3 separate regions of the Mus musculus genome follow, and regions 1 and 3 are each linked to region 2. Evidence: chromatin contacts called from public HiChIP or PLAC-seq and promoter capture Hi-C data. All regions are on one chromosome and are shown on one strand. The core of a region is the stretch at or near the end of the contact, and the rest is flanking DNA. Distances in the headings are between cores, read along the strand shown.

Region 1 (3,070 bases), core at 290-2,789, 260 kb before region 2:
AGAGTGCTTGAAATTCCAGTAAATCTTTGCTTAGGGAAGTGACCCCTGCAGACATCTCATGTGCTTTAAGGTGATTTCCCCAAACATGTATGTGCACCTGGAGTTGAGCTCTCTTCAGGGAGAAGCAGCTTTGAGAGGGAAGGCTCAGGCCAGGGAGAGGATGCTAGGATCCTGTATCCTGTTTTACGGAATTTGACTTAAATGAGGAATTACTCCTGGTGGCCATGTCATCGTTGGAAAACTTGGGTGAGCAACAGGAAGTGGGAACCAGCTGTCCAGGCTTGCGAAGAAAGTTGGGATCAGAGATCTGGTAGTGGAAGCAGAGAAGGTTGAATCTGGGTGAAGGAAAGGCTTTGCCTTCACGGTGAGTTCAGTCCACAGTCAACAGTCAAGTGGTGCTGGGGCTTCAGCCTGACTTTGGCTGCCAGAGCAAAGGTATAGTTGCTTCAGCCTGGTGCGCCCAGTGTCTCAGGAGCACTGCAGAGATGGCTCACCGTGCCCACCCATGCATGGGGGCAGAGCAGACTTCCCATGAGACAGAGTGGTCAGCCTTCTGGAAAGATATCCAGGAAGTCTCCCCTCACTCTTTCCTGCAGCATGCCCAGAGGCTGATAGGAAATGGGAAGACAGCTGCCATCAGAGCTGTATGTCCTGATGGAGAGCCAGCCTCGGAGCCAGCTCTGAGGTTTCCCTTCCTGTTGACTCAGGGACAAATACCTGATGGGTCTGTCCTAAGGTGGGCCAACCTCTGTTACCTCCAAGGCAGAAATGAATGTGGCCTAGTTTTGGGAAAGTATTGTGTTAGTAAAGAAGGGATCGTGCTGAGAGGTGGTTGTATACACCTTTAATCCCAGGCAGAGGCGGGCAGATTTCCCAGAGTTGGAGACTAGCCTGGGCTATGCCGAAAACCTTGTCTTGAAATACAAACAAACAAACAAAACAAAAGGGAGGGGGGGAATAGAGGGGTCTTTACAATGCTTGTTTCCTTGTTTCTGACTTTTCATCCCAGCAGTGGGAAGGCCAACAGTTTGTTGGGGCTCCCTGAGGACATTCTGGTGGCCCCCAGAAGAGAAGTGCTCTCTTACTTACTACTTACAGTTTTCAGAGGACAGTAGCAGCCCTGGCTTCTGAGCCCCATGGGGGCCAGTGTTGTGTGCTATATAGTCTGGGAGACCCCGAGGGGTCTGTGGTCTAAGTGGGCACCTCAAAAGACAAAGTCAGAACTTTTCTAAGGCCGCAGGCCCGGGCATTTGAGCTGGTGTTTCTTCATAGGCTCAGCTCTGTTTGTATTTTTCTTGGCATTTACTTCCCTATTTGTGTTTAACTTGGTAACCTCTTTAGTTTTGGGGGCAATCAGTTGATTTGAAAAATAAAATCAGAAGGGTGTTTGAATCTCTGTTTGCCCCTAAGCAGGTTGGTGACACAGGATAAGTGATTTAACCTCCCTGAACCTGATCCTTCAGTGAGACCAGAATGAGAGCAGCCCCAGAGGCTCGGGTGGGGTAACGCCCCTCGACAATGAACTTTCATCTCTAGGGTGTAGCTTATGACCTTTACCCTCGTGTTGCCAGGTGTGAAGAGGTTGGTTGTGAATAATTCAGAATGCTCTCATGTGATCTCGCCTCTTTCTGAATGACTCAGCCTGGGCAACTACATCATTCTAACTGTGCTTTGCTCGAGAACTACCAAGTCCATACTGAATTTCTTGTAAGATACCATGGGAGTTCAAGATTGAAGTATGCAGGAATGCCCACCGAATTTCCACAGACATACAAGCTTGTTGAGTTTCTCATCCAACTCACCCAGCCCTGAGCCCTGGCAGTCCTAGAACTCACTCTGTAGACCAGGCTGGCCTTGAACTTTCAGAGATCTGCCTCCTGAATGCTGGGATTAAAGGTGCACACAACCACTGTCCAGCAGGTTTTATACTTAAAAAAAAAAAAAAAAAGAAAAGAAAAAAGAAAAAAAGTTGTATTCCTGAACTATTTCATGGAGAGAAAGCAAACACTTGGTGTCATCTCAAAGCAGTTCTGACATTACAGGCCCCAGCCATAGAATTTAGAAACAGTGGTCAGAGCCAGACATTCCAACCCTTTACCTTGAGCAACTTCCTTAGCCACAGGGCCTTCATTTCATTTCTAAAGAAAGGGGCTTCTCTACTTTCTGGGTGGAAGTGCAGTGATATCAGCAGTACCATCTTGTGAAAGCCCAGTGGGGACCCCAAAACAAACCACTGTCCTGTAGCAAGTGTCCACAGTTACCTGTCGCCAAGTTAGCTTCACTAATTTTAGCGTCAGACATTGTTTTGACTTTATTTCCTGATTTCATGGAACATTACTCAAACAATGGAGGTGCTCTCTGTGCTTTTGGTTGAAAGACAGAAAACAGCTTTGCTTTTAGGGAAAGAGAGAGCCCAATGGGGAAGTAATGCTCCTTATGGAGGTATGGAGGATCAGTCTGAGTCGAGGGAGAGTGGATAGAGGCTGAGGACAACAGCTAAGGCTTAGCAAGTTGTGATACGAAGTTGATAGAATGGCTCAGGCCTTGCCTATCTCATGACCTGAAACATGGCATTGAGCACAGGGTACACCCTCTGCTCTATATTCCTGCAACCCTGAGGAATATGAAGGGAGAGAAGGAGGGCTTAGTCCAGGGGTAGGCATCTATCCCTGTGCACCAGGAGTTGTTCATTTGAAGAGCTTCTCTAAATGGGTCTTCTCTCATGTAGCTAAGTCCCAAGTTGCTGAAAGACTAGTGTAGCCCAGTTCCGTGTTGCCTAGTTCCAGGGTCATTCTCTCTGATAGAAAGTTCCGGTGGAGTTTTTAGGATGTGAAACACTGTGTTTTTAGAATAAATGTAATTTGGATGTATTTGTGTTCCATTCCTTAGTTTGTCCCTTAAATACTGACCATAAAGGAGAATAGAAGTTAAGGTGTAGACAATGGGTAATAATGCTCTGTGCTATCCCCACATCGTGCTGAGGTTTCTAGAAATAAATAAAAGATCTAGAAGACTCAGTGGTTGTTGTTGTTGTTGTTGTTGTTACTATACTGTGCCATCTTGTGAACAT
Region 2 (3,026 bases), core at 128-2,627:
GAAGGGGCTATCCATGTTTATGATGTCACAGGCCAAGAGCTGGTGGTGCTTTGCTTTGCCTATCCATGACTGTGATAAGAACACGCATCCGTATCTCCATCGTCTCTGCTTCTGCATCTGCGTCTCACCTGTCTCAGCCACCTGTTCTGAGTTACCTATTCAAACGGTTTACCCACTTTTGGTAGGCTCCTTGTTGTTTTGTGAAAGTTCTTTGCGTACTAAGGATATGTGTCTCATTTGGTGCAAGGCAGCCATACTTGTCTGTACCCTTGTCAATATTCAGTCAGATTGATTTTCTTAATTTGCCAAGTTAACAATCTAAAGAGAATATTTTGGTATTTTTTTCCTCAGTTGTACTTGCTTCATTAGAAGCTGGAGGGCTTTCCTCATGTGTGTTAGGAAGGCAAACCTTCTTCTTAAGGTGTCCTGCTGCTTACTCTTGGAGTGTACTACCAGTGCTATTTGCTATTCATTCATTCATTCATTCATAAATTCAGCTGCTACATAGAGTTAATCCTATTTTCTATTACTTATTCAGCTTTGCTTGTCCAAGCACCGTTTTCATCTGGTCCTCTCATCATCCGGCCTCACACTCGTGCATGTGGCCAGTGTGTGCTGCACACATGCCCTGCAGCACGGGGAGCCACTGTTGGATCAGGACCACTAATGACAGGCTGAGCCTCAGCATCCAAGGACCTTGCCCTCCAGAGGGCAGAGGGATCATGGCCTTCTCCTGCTTGCCTTCTGCTCTCCCTTCTTGGATTTCCTTTTCCTTTCTCCCCAGTCTCCCCAGCCCTGCCCTTCAGTGTTCTTCCCTCTAGACTTTTCCTCACTCCTGATCTCTCCCTGTTTCCTGTGTGCTTTCCCCAGCTTTGTCCTTCTCTAATCATTCTAGGAAGTTTACAGCATCAAAGGATTTGGCTCCATTTTACAGATGAAAAATACAAATGCTAGGAAATGAGACATATTGAAGTGGCTCAGTGAGGGCGTGGCAGAAATGGGCTTAGGACCCAGAGCATTTGGCCGCAGAGTCTGCACTTGAGTGCCCTGTTAATAAGCTCTGAGAGGATGGAATTTCAGAGTGTATGATCTGTGCCTGGGGGGAGAGGCACGGAGCTCATGGCCAGAGTTGGCACTATTCTTTGCTCCCTAGTTCCTCTGGGCCAACCCCCAGGCCACCTGCGGCACCTGGTTGGCACCTGTCTTCATTCCGCTCCTGTGTTTCAGTCCTTATGTGGTAGGTCTGCTGTGTCCTGCCCGCACCCAGGGAGGCATTATTACTTTGCAAACAAAACATGTTCGGCTCTCCCTGGAAGATAGGCTGTCCGCAGAGACTTCCTGCAGACTGCTGTGCTCATCGTGGCTCAGGATTCTTGTAAACTGCTGTCACAGAGGGTGGCACTTCCTGCCAGAGGGAACCGTGTCCTCTCTGTGACCTTGGTCTTATTATCCCTCGTTGTCCGTCTTCCAGTCCCTTCCCCCACTGCACTGAGGCCCTTGTCCTTGCCACAACAGGTCACCTCAGGCGGGAGAGAGAAACCATGTCATTTGGAGGTGACAAGGGACACACTGACATTGCAAAGCAGGCCATGTTCCTGACTGTGTTCACTGACCACCCAGATCCTTTCCCAGAACCAATGAAAGCCAAAACGTATCAGTTACTAAATTCAGAAACAGTCGGTTATTTTACCAACACACAAAGGTGGAAAGAGCTGGCAGCTTCCTTTCTGCTTCTGTAAGAAAACCTTTTTGAAATCACAGGCTTCTTGCCTCCAGCTGGAGCTGAAGTGCTGCAGGGACCTCATCTTAGCCTGCCCTGGCTGCTGTCCCTCCTTCCCCAGCTCCAAGCTGCCTCTTGCCTCTAGCGCAGAAATCTCCATGGCTTGCTACCACAGTTCTGTCCCTCCTGACTGGCCCTCTGGTCATTCTCTTTTGGGGCTTTAAGAGGGGGCAGGAACTGAGAAGCAGATTCAAATGGCTTTCAGAGTGGGGCAAAACCTTTCTCATGAAGAAATAAAAGAACAGACATTAATAGCTTGGAAAACAATGGTAATATTTAATTAACCTTTGGAAATGGCTGCTCTGCACATCTGCATGCGTCGGCTCATCCTCAGAACAGAGGCACTGTGTATGCCCAGGCCAAGATCAACACACTGGGCCACGCATTTCCTCCACTGGGATTTCACAGGGGGAAAAAGTACCAACATATCCCCCTCCCCCCTCCTCCCGAATCAGTTGTTTTACTTTTAAAAAATTCATGTGATCCAGCTGCCCCATAGAGGTTGAACATGGCCTGTTGTGCTGCACATCTGAGGGCCCCAGGTTGAAGGCTGGCTCCTTTCCTTGTCATTGTAGCAGACAGGCTCGGGGCCTCCTGGGGGATGGAAGGTCAGTTCTGATGACAGCAAAAATCAGCTCGATGTGCATGGAGTTCTCCCAACACGGCATGCATCCAGAGGACACGGGGAATTAGACTCATCTGCAAGTGTCAACTCACAGCTTCTTCCGTGGCTTTTTTTCTTCTTGCAAAGGTGGTGTGCTCTGATGGTTTGTGAAGTAGTGTCACCTAGGGAGCAAGAAGGTTGACTCATTAGCATATCACCTGGTTAAAGTAGATCAATGTTGATGGAATTGTTTAAGGTATTCCCCATCGTCCGACCAGTGAACCATGCTGATCAACCTGTTAGTTCTACCACGGCTAAATGCCAACCCTCCCCTTCCACTCTGGTTTGTAACTGCTTTGGGGTGTACGGGTCTCCTGGCAGAAGCCTGAGCCCAAACGTGAGGACTGATGAATGTGTTTTCTTTATCAATAGCTAAGGAAGGAAAAATTAGAGAGGGTAATATTTTTCTCTTTGGCATGTTGGTACGTAAGAGGGTGGACACTCAGACAATGGATACGGAGATGAAGATTGGTGTCCCTAGCTGTATTATACATCAGCTAAGCAGAGTCCTTTGTGGTGATGTCTCCATGTAACCCCAGTACTCTGGAGGCAGAGGTAGGAGAATTAAGGCAAGTTTGAAAA
Region 3 (2,939 bases), core at 80-2,579, 500 kb before region 2:
TGTTGCAAATGGCAAGATACTGATCACTCTACAGTGCATAAAGGAGCTCAACGTAAGTGAATCTCCTTAAGAGCAGGAAGAAGAGGAACAACAGGCCCTCAGCCCTTCTACAGACCTGGGTCTTTTACACTTCCTCAGCCGTTCATCCTCTTGGTCATCTCACGAGCGGGTACATTACGCCACTTCTTTTAGTCAAGAAATAACATTTTCAAGGTTTGTTAACTTCCCCAAGGCCACATAGCTAAAAAAAAAAAAAAAAAAAAAAAAAAAGACAGAACCAAGATTTATACTCCAGGCTCCCTTCTTCAAAATGTGAAATCTCTGTGGTAGCTCCTGCTGGCTACCTTCCCTGAAGGCTTCTTCTGTTCTTCCCTCTATGTTCAGATTCTCCCATGCAGCCAGCGGGCTACCTTCTAGAATGGGTCTTATCTACGGAGTGTTTCTTAGCAACAGGTTCAATTGACATTTGAGGCTGGTCAGTTCTTCCCTCTTCAGACACATCCCATGCACCTTGATATATTTAGCATCTCTGAGCTCAGCTGTAATCATTCTGGCAGCCCCAGACACCCAGTCATCCCTGCACACCGGTGTTTTGCTTTAGGGTGCCTGGATCCCAGGGTGTAAGCCAACCATCAGAAAGAGTGGTTCAGGGTAAGCAAGAAGTCTGGACCAATGAGATGTATGGGGAAAGTGCGCTGGGGGGTGGGGGGTCAGGGGTGGGGGGCTCTGTGCAGGAAGCTGAGCACTCTGGTAGCAGGCCTGCCCTTGCGCTGGGGGAGGCCAACAGCAACCTGCAAATGAAATACTAGAAGCAAGCAGAGCCTCTCAGAAAGGCAGCTCGGATGCAGCCATCATTCACCCAGCCCCAAGGAATTTTTAGGTGGAAAACCCAGCAATTGACCATTATTGTTGAAGTAATGAAAGTGGATAGTAGATTCCCAGTGTTGACTTTCAATTTTTTAAAAATTATTATTTACTTTTTACTTATTCACTTTACTCCTCCTGGTCTCCTCCTCCCACAATCCTTTCCCCATCTCCCCTCCTTTTCAATTGTTAACAAGGTAAATATCTTACCTGATACCATCCCTTATATGGCCCTTAAGCCTGCCCTGGGGATGTAGCTCAGTTGATAAGTCACTTACTTGCCTAGCATTCCTGAATTCCTGGGCTCAGTCCCCAAAACCACATAAAACCAGGCATGGTACACAGAAGAAGGGGCAATTTAAGGTCATTCTTTGCTACATAGCTAGTTGGATGCTAGGCTATGCTATGAGGCTGTTTTAAAAAACAAGTAAAGGGTGTGGCTCAAGCCCTAAAGTCTTTCTGCCTGGAGATCACCCTCATTTGAGTCACTGGCTTCATGGTGCAGAAAGTAGTCAGGGATTTCTGCTTCTCTCAGGTGCTCCACCCAGCTGCTTCTGGTGACTACCACTCAAAGGGAAAGCTACACATCCTTGCCTAACTAGCCCTGCCACTCCAACACACACACACACACACACACACACACACACACACACACACGCAACATATTGATATAGTAACCACACTTAGTCACAGTGTGACTCCATGGGATTTGTAACTGCTTGCTTTTGCTTAAAAACTTTTTAAAATTCACCTTTACTTCTGTATATGTGTGTGCTTTGTTTGCCTGCAAGTGTGCCATATGCACGAAGTACCTGCAGAATCCAGAACAGGGTGTCAAATCCCTGGAACTTATGTTACAGATGCTTAAGAGCGACCTGATGTGAGTGCTGGGATCTGAGCCTGGTTCTCTGAAGAGCAACCAGTGCTCATAACTTATGCTCCACCCCCTTTTATACTTTGTGAGTTTTTGGTGGTGGTTTGTTTGTTTGTTTGTTTGTTTTGAATCCTGCTGGTAGGCTAGCCTCAAACTGTTTTCCTGCCACTGCCTTCTGAGTGCTGCGATTACAAACACCTGGCTGTACCTACCCTTCCCCACTCTCTCTCTCCCCAGCTTGGGGTGTCCTAGCCTGGGATCTATAGATAAAACTGTTTGTACTTTCACAATCTCACAACTTTCTGAACTTTCTGTTCAAAATTTCAGTTTTGGTTGTTTGGGGGTGGGGGTTGTGTGTGTCTTAGTTTGCTTTGATAGTTCCTATCAACTTGCTAGAGTCAGGTGGTAAGGGAGTCTCAGTGAGGGCTGACTAGATCATGGCCTACAGGCATGCCTGTGAGAGACTTTCTTAATTGGGCTAAGGAGGTGGGAAGAGCCACCCTCAATGGGAGCAGCAGCACTTTATGGGCCTGGCCTTGACTAGATGGACCAGCTTTGACTGAATCATCCAGCGCTGACAACCACAGCCCTCAGCCTGTAAACTGGAGATGTGGCATCCTAGCAGGCTCAGGCTTCTGCTACCTTGATTCCTGGATAATGATGAACTGCAGCCTGAAACTGGGAAGTAAAAGAAGCCTTTCTTCCTTGGATTGCTTTTGTTCAGGGAAAATGAGCTAAGACATTGTTTTGTTGTTGTTGTTGTTGTTTTGGAGTGTGTGTGTGTGTATGTGTGTGTGTGTACACGCTCACACATGGGCCTTCTGTCTTACTCCCCTTTTCTCCACACATCCCTTCTAGTCCAGGTAGACTACATGGACTACTATGCATGCCATCTTGGCCCTGCCACTGCCAGCCTCTCCCTTTGGCCTCTCCCTTTGCAGCATAGGCCACCCTCCCTCGGGCTAACACTGATAAGCTTTTCTCTTTGATGCTCCCTGTTGTTCTCTACAGCTGACTTCCATCAAAGTGACGCCTTTGAAGGTGTCACTTTTCAAGTCTGCAGCCCTTCCAATCCATCCTTCAACACCCTCATATCATCAACACCTCTAAGCTCTATAAAGAAACGCATAGCAGTGTTTTCCAGTTATCTCTGAATGATAAACCTGTCTGGATTTTGACCATCACGGTGTCCCTGTCTTCT

The links. HiChIP or PLAC-seq counts read pairs in DNA pulled down with a chosen protein or histone mark. Capture Hi-C pulls out chosen DNA fragments and counts their contacts.
Region 1: a contact with region 2 is called in a promoter capture Hi-C map of liver, with 2.8 times the contacts expected there. The contact joins two enhancer-like sites. A contact is called at or near these places in 1 of 39 promoter capture datasets (embryonic stem cells), 3 of 15 datasets of contacts at CTCF or cohesin (embryonic stem cells, large pre-B cells and pro-B cells), 22 of 484 Hi-C or Micro-C datasets (B cells, the HL-1 cell line, bone marrow-derived macrophages and 7 more), 15 of 115 datasets of contacts at active chromatin or transcription factors (the 230-238 cell line, CD8 T cells, acute myeloid leukemia and 10 more) and 4 of 9 other capture datasets (adipose tissue, embryonic stem cells, liver and 1 more).
Region 3: an HNF4G HiChIP or PLAC-seq map of pancreatic cancer cells shows a contact between it and region 2. The contact joins two enhancer-like sites. A contact is called at or near these places in 5 of 484 Hi-C or Micro-C datasets (the 3T3-L1 cell line, the C2C12 cell line, cortical glia and 2 more) and 3 of 115 datasets of contacts at active chromatin or transcription factors (embryonic stem cells, memory CD8 T cells and pancreatic cancer cells).

Annotation. Positions count from the first base shown.
Region 1 is chr4:8,753,977-8,757,046 of GRCm38.p6, forward strand. All of the region lies in intron 2 of Chd7 (chromodomain helicase DNA binding protein 7), which reads left to right. Among named protein-coding and RNA genes, the nearest start is that of Gm46841, 38 kb to the left of the region's middle. Within about 2 kb of position 1,540, at least 20 of the 459 cell types and tissues checked have an H3K27ac peak or open chromatin away from gene starts, as enhancers often do. A contact at or near this core is called in liver, where this site is marked.
Region 2 is chr4:9,014,499-9,017,524 of GRCm38.p6, forward strand. No RefSeq gene overlaps it. Among named protein-coding and RNA genes, the nearest start is that of Gm34428, 7.5 kb to the left of the region's middle. Within about 2 kb of position 1,378, at least 93 of the 459 cell types and tissues checked have an H3K27ac peak or open chromatin away from gene starts, as enhancers often do. A contact at or near this core is called in the C2C12 cell line, liver and pancreatic cancer cells, where this site is marked.
Region 3 is chr4:8,515,487-8,518,425 of GRCm38.p6, forward strand. No RefSeq gene overlaps it. Among named protein-coding and RNA genes, the nearest start is that of Rab2a, 19 kb to the right of the region's middle. Within about 2 kb of position 1,330, at least 70 of the 459 cell types and tissues checked have an H3K27ac peak or open chromatin away from gene starts, as enhancers often do. A contact at or near this core is called in the C2C12 cell line and pancreatic cancer cells, where this site is marked.